Regions from separate parts of the Zea mays genome. Here region 1 is linked to region 2. Evidence: chromatin contacts called from public Hi-C data. All regions are on one chromosome and are shown on one strand. Each heading gives the region's core, a stretch centred on a gene start, on an enhancer-like site or on the middle of the called end of the contact. The rest is flanking DNA. Distances are from core to core; before and after follow the strand shown.

Region 1 (2,776 bases), core at 95-2,594, 130 kb after region 2:
AACCATATGAATTACCTCGTTGGCTTTAAGTCACATCGTTATGTTGTTGTCTTCAATGCACCATGTCTCTTCTTATCCTAATCAACCTCGACCTCTAGCAAGACCATATTCTTCACTTAGGCTTTAGGTACCTGAGTCCTCTTGACCTTCTCCATTTTCTTGGCCCCTCGAAGTCCTTGCCTTCTTCGTCAGTTTGATCAACTGTCTCCAAGACATGTATATTGATTTTCCACTTAATCAATGTCCATCCTCCATCTTCTTCACTTGTGATACCTATAATCCATATTCACCATAGCCTATATGGAATATCACATCTTCCACGTGTGTTGAACCTTACATGCTTTTCACTAGGAACCCGTTCAACACACACAACACACTTATCCGTCCTTAATTGTGTCGTTATCTAAAACACCAAAACCCAGAAGGGACCTTTCACCTGCAAGCAACACAAAGCAAGGGGCAAGAACCTGTCATCCTCTAGCTATCTCCATCTTCCTTTTGTTCTCGTCGCCTCATCTCCAATTCCTTCTGTAGTCTATTTATCTATATCTGTGCTCTAGATGATGAGACGACATACTGGCATCTGTAATTCCTTTGCTGAATAAATCTCTTTGCTTACTGTTGATATACATATATTGTTAATTCCGTCGTCAGACCATTGCTTGTTGTTCATACTTGTTTCACCATTGTATTTTTTTTATCACGGGCGTGCGTGCACTTCCACTAGCTAGTACAAGGCAAAAGACTAACATCCTTTATAAAAAACAGAAAAAATGTATAAAGTATATACTAGAAGAAGAAAAAATGTATTGAAAAGTGAATAAGAGCATCTCCAAAAGCTTCCCAGAAGTCTCCCCTAAATCTATTTTTTGGGGAAAAACACAAAAACATGTCTCCAACAGTTCCCCTAAAGCGTCCCCAACTTTTTCATAGCCCTTAAAACTCCCTCATTTGTAGCTACAAATGAGGGGTTTTTTGGGCTCCCCAGAAACAAACTGCTGCTTTAAGGGATCTGTTGGAGAAAGGATTAAAATTTACCCCCACTTATTATTTAGATGTCCCTTAAAACTGATTTTGAGGAGTCGTTTTATGGAGAGCTCTTGGAGATGCTCTAACAATTGTTTTGAGATAAAATTTAAATCGTGAAACGCCAATTATTTTTGCAACGGTGAGGGAGTATTATAACTTATTTGAGATGTTTCTCCGCGCGCAAAAAAAAAAGAGAGTGTCTTGTAGTACATGGACGTGTTCATGGAAAGGGACATGAGTGGCCCAACCCACGACGTCCCGCGACAGCCCACACTCGCGAGGACGTACGCGCCACGCCGCAGACAGCCGAAGCAGATGAACGAAATGAAACGAGATCCATCCAGGAGAGAGAAAATTCCCACACACACAAATGGCAACAGGAGAGAAAATCTATAGAGAGAGAAACAAGAGGGAGAGAGAGAGAGGGAACAGAAGCACCGCGCGGCCGGAGACGCCAAAAATACATCTTCCCGGTCCAGGCAAGAAATCAGAATTCTCCGCTGAACAATCCGTCGCATTTGCGCCCCCTTTACGGCGAATCCGACATGGGGAGGGCGGGATTTCTCTTCCTCCCCCTCCTGCTCCTCCTCGCCTTCGCCGGCCCCGGCCCCGCCTCCGCGGCGACGGCCATGACCCCGGACGCGGGCGTCATCTTGGACCTCGCCAAGTCGCTGACCAACCCGCCGCCGTCCTGGACCGGCACCGACGTCTGCGGCGGCGTCTCCTTCAGCGGCGTCACCTGCAACGGCGCCGCCCGCGTCACCGGCATCAACCTCGCCAAGCTGCATTTATCCGGCACCCTTTCCTCGTCCCTCGCCAATCTCACCGCGCTCCAATCGCTGCAGCTCCAAGGCAACGCGCTGGAGGGCGACCTGCCCTCCCTGGCCCAGATGGGCTCCCTCGAGACCCTCGTTCTCGACGGCAACGCCTTCTCCACCCTGCCGCCGGACTTCCTCGAGGGTCTCCCCTCGCTGCTCAAGCTCAGTATGGACGACCTCCCTCTCGAGCCATGGAGCATCCCCGACGCTATCGCGGGGTGCGCGATGCTTCAGACCTTCTCGGCCTCCAATGCCTCTGTCTCTGGCCCCTTCCCGGCGGTTCTTGCCAACCTGACGTCGCTACAGACGCTGCGGCTGTCGTACAATAACCTTACCGGGGTCCTGCCGGTGGGGTTAGAGGCGTTGGGCTCGCTGGAGACGCTGCAGCTCAACAGCCAGAGGTCGAACGGCATGCTGTCAGGGCCAATTGACGTTGTGGCGAAGTTGCCGAGCTTGAAGACACTGTGGCTTCAGTCCAACTCGTTCACCGGCCCGATCCCGGAGTTTGATCCCAACACGCAGCTGGAGACTTTCAATGTCAGAGACAACAGCCTCACCGGACCGGTGCCACCCTCTCTTGTAGGGATCACAAGCCTTCAGGATGTGGCGCTGTCCAATAACTTTCTTCAAGGGCCAAAACCAAAATTCGCAGCTAAGACTGTGGATATTGATTCTGGGAACGGGTTCTGTCACGAAGACCCTGGGCCATGCGATCCACTGGTGACCACTCTGCTTGGGGTGGCTTCAGGGTTTGGATACCCATTGCAGCTCAAGAAGTGGGCAGGCAACAACCCATGCGATCCATGGCCTGGTCTTTCCTGCATCAAAATGGATGTAACTCAAATCAAATTGCCTCGCCGGAACTTGTCAGGGCTTATTTCACCGGCTTTTGCGAACTTGACTAGACTTCAGCGGCTGGATCTGTCTAA
Region 2 (2,882 bases), core at 254-2,753:
ACAAACTTTCTAATCCATATAACGTTCTTTGCATCTTCTGAAGCTACAAAGTACTCAACTCCTATTGTTGAATTAGTTTCTATCTCTAGCTTGGAAATTTTCCATCTCACTTCCTTGCCATTGAGGAAGATGACATATTCTTGATTGTGGTTGGCTATCTGAAGGACTCGTGGGGCTGTCTGAGGAAGATGCAAAACCGAACCAAAGGAATTCCGATTGAGATGAAAATTTACACACCTGTACAGATATGTTTCTTAAGTTTTCACAAATTTTGAGCTCAATCAAATTGTGAATCAACCATAGATATGAAAATACGAACGTAATTGAGGTTTTGTTAGGGTTTAAAAAAAATAAAACGAGATCGGCTAAAATCACAACCACAAACGTGACAATGAGTGGGGCACACGAGGTTGGTAGGGTGGCGGGGGGTCAAGATCTAAAGTTCAGATGAACATTAAACAGGAATACTATAGCGTGCCTGAATTATAATTTTAACTCAACTGTAAGCGCCCATTTTTTTATATTACTCCGTATATATATGTTACAATAAGTTGTTCATGTAGGTCTATTAAAACTTCAACAAAATTTTGGACCATATTTGGTCAGGGTCTAATGATAAATCTGATCTAATTATGTCCGTGGCATATATGAATAGTACAGGCGCGGCCGCTCCTCACCGAGGCTGTGTCGGTCGTAGTTCTGCGCCTGGGGCGCCTGCGCCTGGCGAGAGGCCTGGGGCGCTGCCCACCACCGCGGCGCGCACGTCAGCGAGACGCCGGCTGCGGCCGGCGGGGAAGTGTTTTGCCAGTGGAGGTGAGCAATCGACGGCGGGCTCCTACGCTGTAGTATGGACGGCGCCGGCGTCCTAGTCGGGAACAGGAACGCCCGGATCTTGAGCGACTGGAGGCGGTCCTTGCTAGCCTCGTCGTACTCCTCGAGCAGCTTGGCGAGGTCGTCGTCGCAGGTGACGGAGATGAGCGCGTCCAGGTCCTCCGTCGGTAGCTGACACCGCAGGTGCGCTTCCCAGCCGCCGCACAATTCCCTCAGCTTCCGCTGCAACACTGCCGACAGAAATAAACGGCAACTGAAGTCAGAGAAATCAAAGGATTGTTCAGTGGACTCGTGTCGATTCGCCGGCACAAATATATGTACTACCGTAAAACCGGATGGGACGGTCGACGGAGAGGACCCGGTTGTCGCCGCCGACGTAGCGCAGCGTGCCGTCGGTGCGGCGGGGCAGGATCCTGCCGCCGTAGCTGCACAGGAACTTGACGCTTCCCTCGGCGTCGGCGACGGCGACGGCTGCGGCGCCCACAGAGTCCGGCTCGGTGACGCAGACGACGTCGTGGTCGGGCGACCCGAACGACGACGCGCAGGATGAAGACGACGACCACGACGAAGTTCCCGCCATGCTCTGGTAGCGATCTTAGTATGTAAGAGTAAGAGTAAGGTAAACTCAGTGGCCCGCTGGATAGCTGCCCAGCAGCTGCTCCTAGCCGCGTCTGAGCAACCTAACCTACCCGCCTCTTGCTTTTTATAGGGCTGGGGGACGTGTGGGAGAACCGGAGAAACAAGTAAATGGTTTGGACCTTTGATTTTAAACAGGTTGGTTATATTAAAAGAGTGAAATTGATCATCCACTTAATGTAAATAACTGAAATAAGGGCAGGCTCTGAACTCTTTGTACGTGCTACAAACATAAGACAATTAATTAACGTGTCTTCGTAGGCCTATCTCCACCGATCCCATATCTTATCACATATTTTAAACTATACTCTAAAATAGGATTAAATCATATCATCTATAGTTTTATGTCCTCCAGTCTAAAGGGTGCTTGAGTTTTATTATTCAATATGAATGCACAAGCAGGGCATATATCGATCCACGACGACTGATTTATATGTCCCACGCGCCACGACTAGAGATGGCCAAACGGGTCGCCCGACCCGGGTCCAGTGAAGCCCGGCCCGTTTTGAGCCTGGCCTGCCAAGCGCGGCTAGAAAATCGGGTCGGACCGTCTAAGTCCGCATGCTCGATTTTTTGTCAGAGCCCGACCCAGGGCGGGTCTAAACGGACAGAAAAGCGGGCACGTTTTAGTGCAGGGTTTAACGGGCTTAGAGGTAAACCAACCATGCCGGACTAGCCCACCATGCCTAATTTTCTGTCCGAACCCGGGCTGCTTATTCGTTCCGGGCTGACCTGGATCCACATAGAACCGGGCCCAAACAGCGGGCTTCGTGCCGGGCTCGCAGGCCTCATGCTTATTGGCTATATATAGCCACGCCTAACAGCTTCTAGGGAACACATGAATTTTATAACGATATAGAAAATCTATAGAAATTAGTTTAAAAACACAAGAAAATGCAGGATCTAGTAAAATTTTCTTTATTCTAAAATGGGCCTAAACATGTGGCTGATGGATGCACCTCTATTTTTTTGGTGGTCGTCCCATCCGTGGACGGTTCGTCAGGATCTTTAACAAATTACTGTACATATTTTACAGCTGAGGCAGCAGAAAGCCATGGAAGGTGGCTCTCAGCGCTTCTCCACCTCCACCTCCACCTCCACCTCCACCGTACCCAATCAGCGTCAAGAGCTAGCTAGATTCGTCATAGTGGGTCAATCGTCTCGAGCAATGGGATGCGCACCACGTCGCCAATCATGGTGTTCCTCAAATATTCCCAGACTTATCCAGCCCGGGCTGCATGCATCCCTTGCGAGAATTCACTTGGATTTCTCAAGACGTGTGAAGAAAAGAAACTCGCCGAGACACGAGACAACAACGTGGCGGGACTGGCGGCTAGCAACGCGGCGTGTCCCATCGGGAGCCACGCCAACCCGCTCGAGGTGAACCGCTCACACAGCAAAGCAATTCGCGAAAA

What was found. Hi-C and Micro-C count contacts between places; a contact is called where the count stands out from the background.
Region 1: a contact with region 2 is called in a Hi-C map of leaf, with 7 times the contacts expected there. The contact joins the promoter of LOC103652907 here to the promoter of LOC100281824 in region 2. A contact is called at or near these places in 8 of 25 Hi-C or Micro-C datasets (bundle sheath, ear, leaf and 1 more) and 1 of 3 datasets of contacts at active chromatin or transcription factors (leaf).

The regions. Positions count from the first base shown.
Region 1 is chr4:18,974,453-18,977,228 of Zm-B73-REFERENCE-NAM-5.0, forward strand. LOC103652907 (receptor protein kinase TMK1) reads left to right here and starts at 1,345. Exons shown (of 2, transcript XM_008679900.3): 1 at 1,345-2,776. The coding sequence starts at 1,575.
Region 2 is chr4:18,844,104-18,846,985 of Zm-B73-REFERENCE-NAM-5.0, forward strand. It overlaps LOC100281824, which reads right to left and starts at 1,504. Exons shown (of 2, transcript NM_001368105.1): 1 at 1,156-1,504; 2 at 490-1,061. The coding sequence starts at 1,411. The coding sequence ends at 631.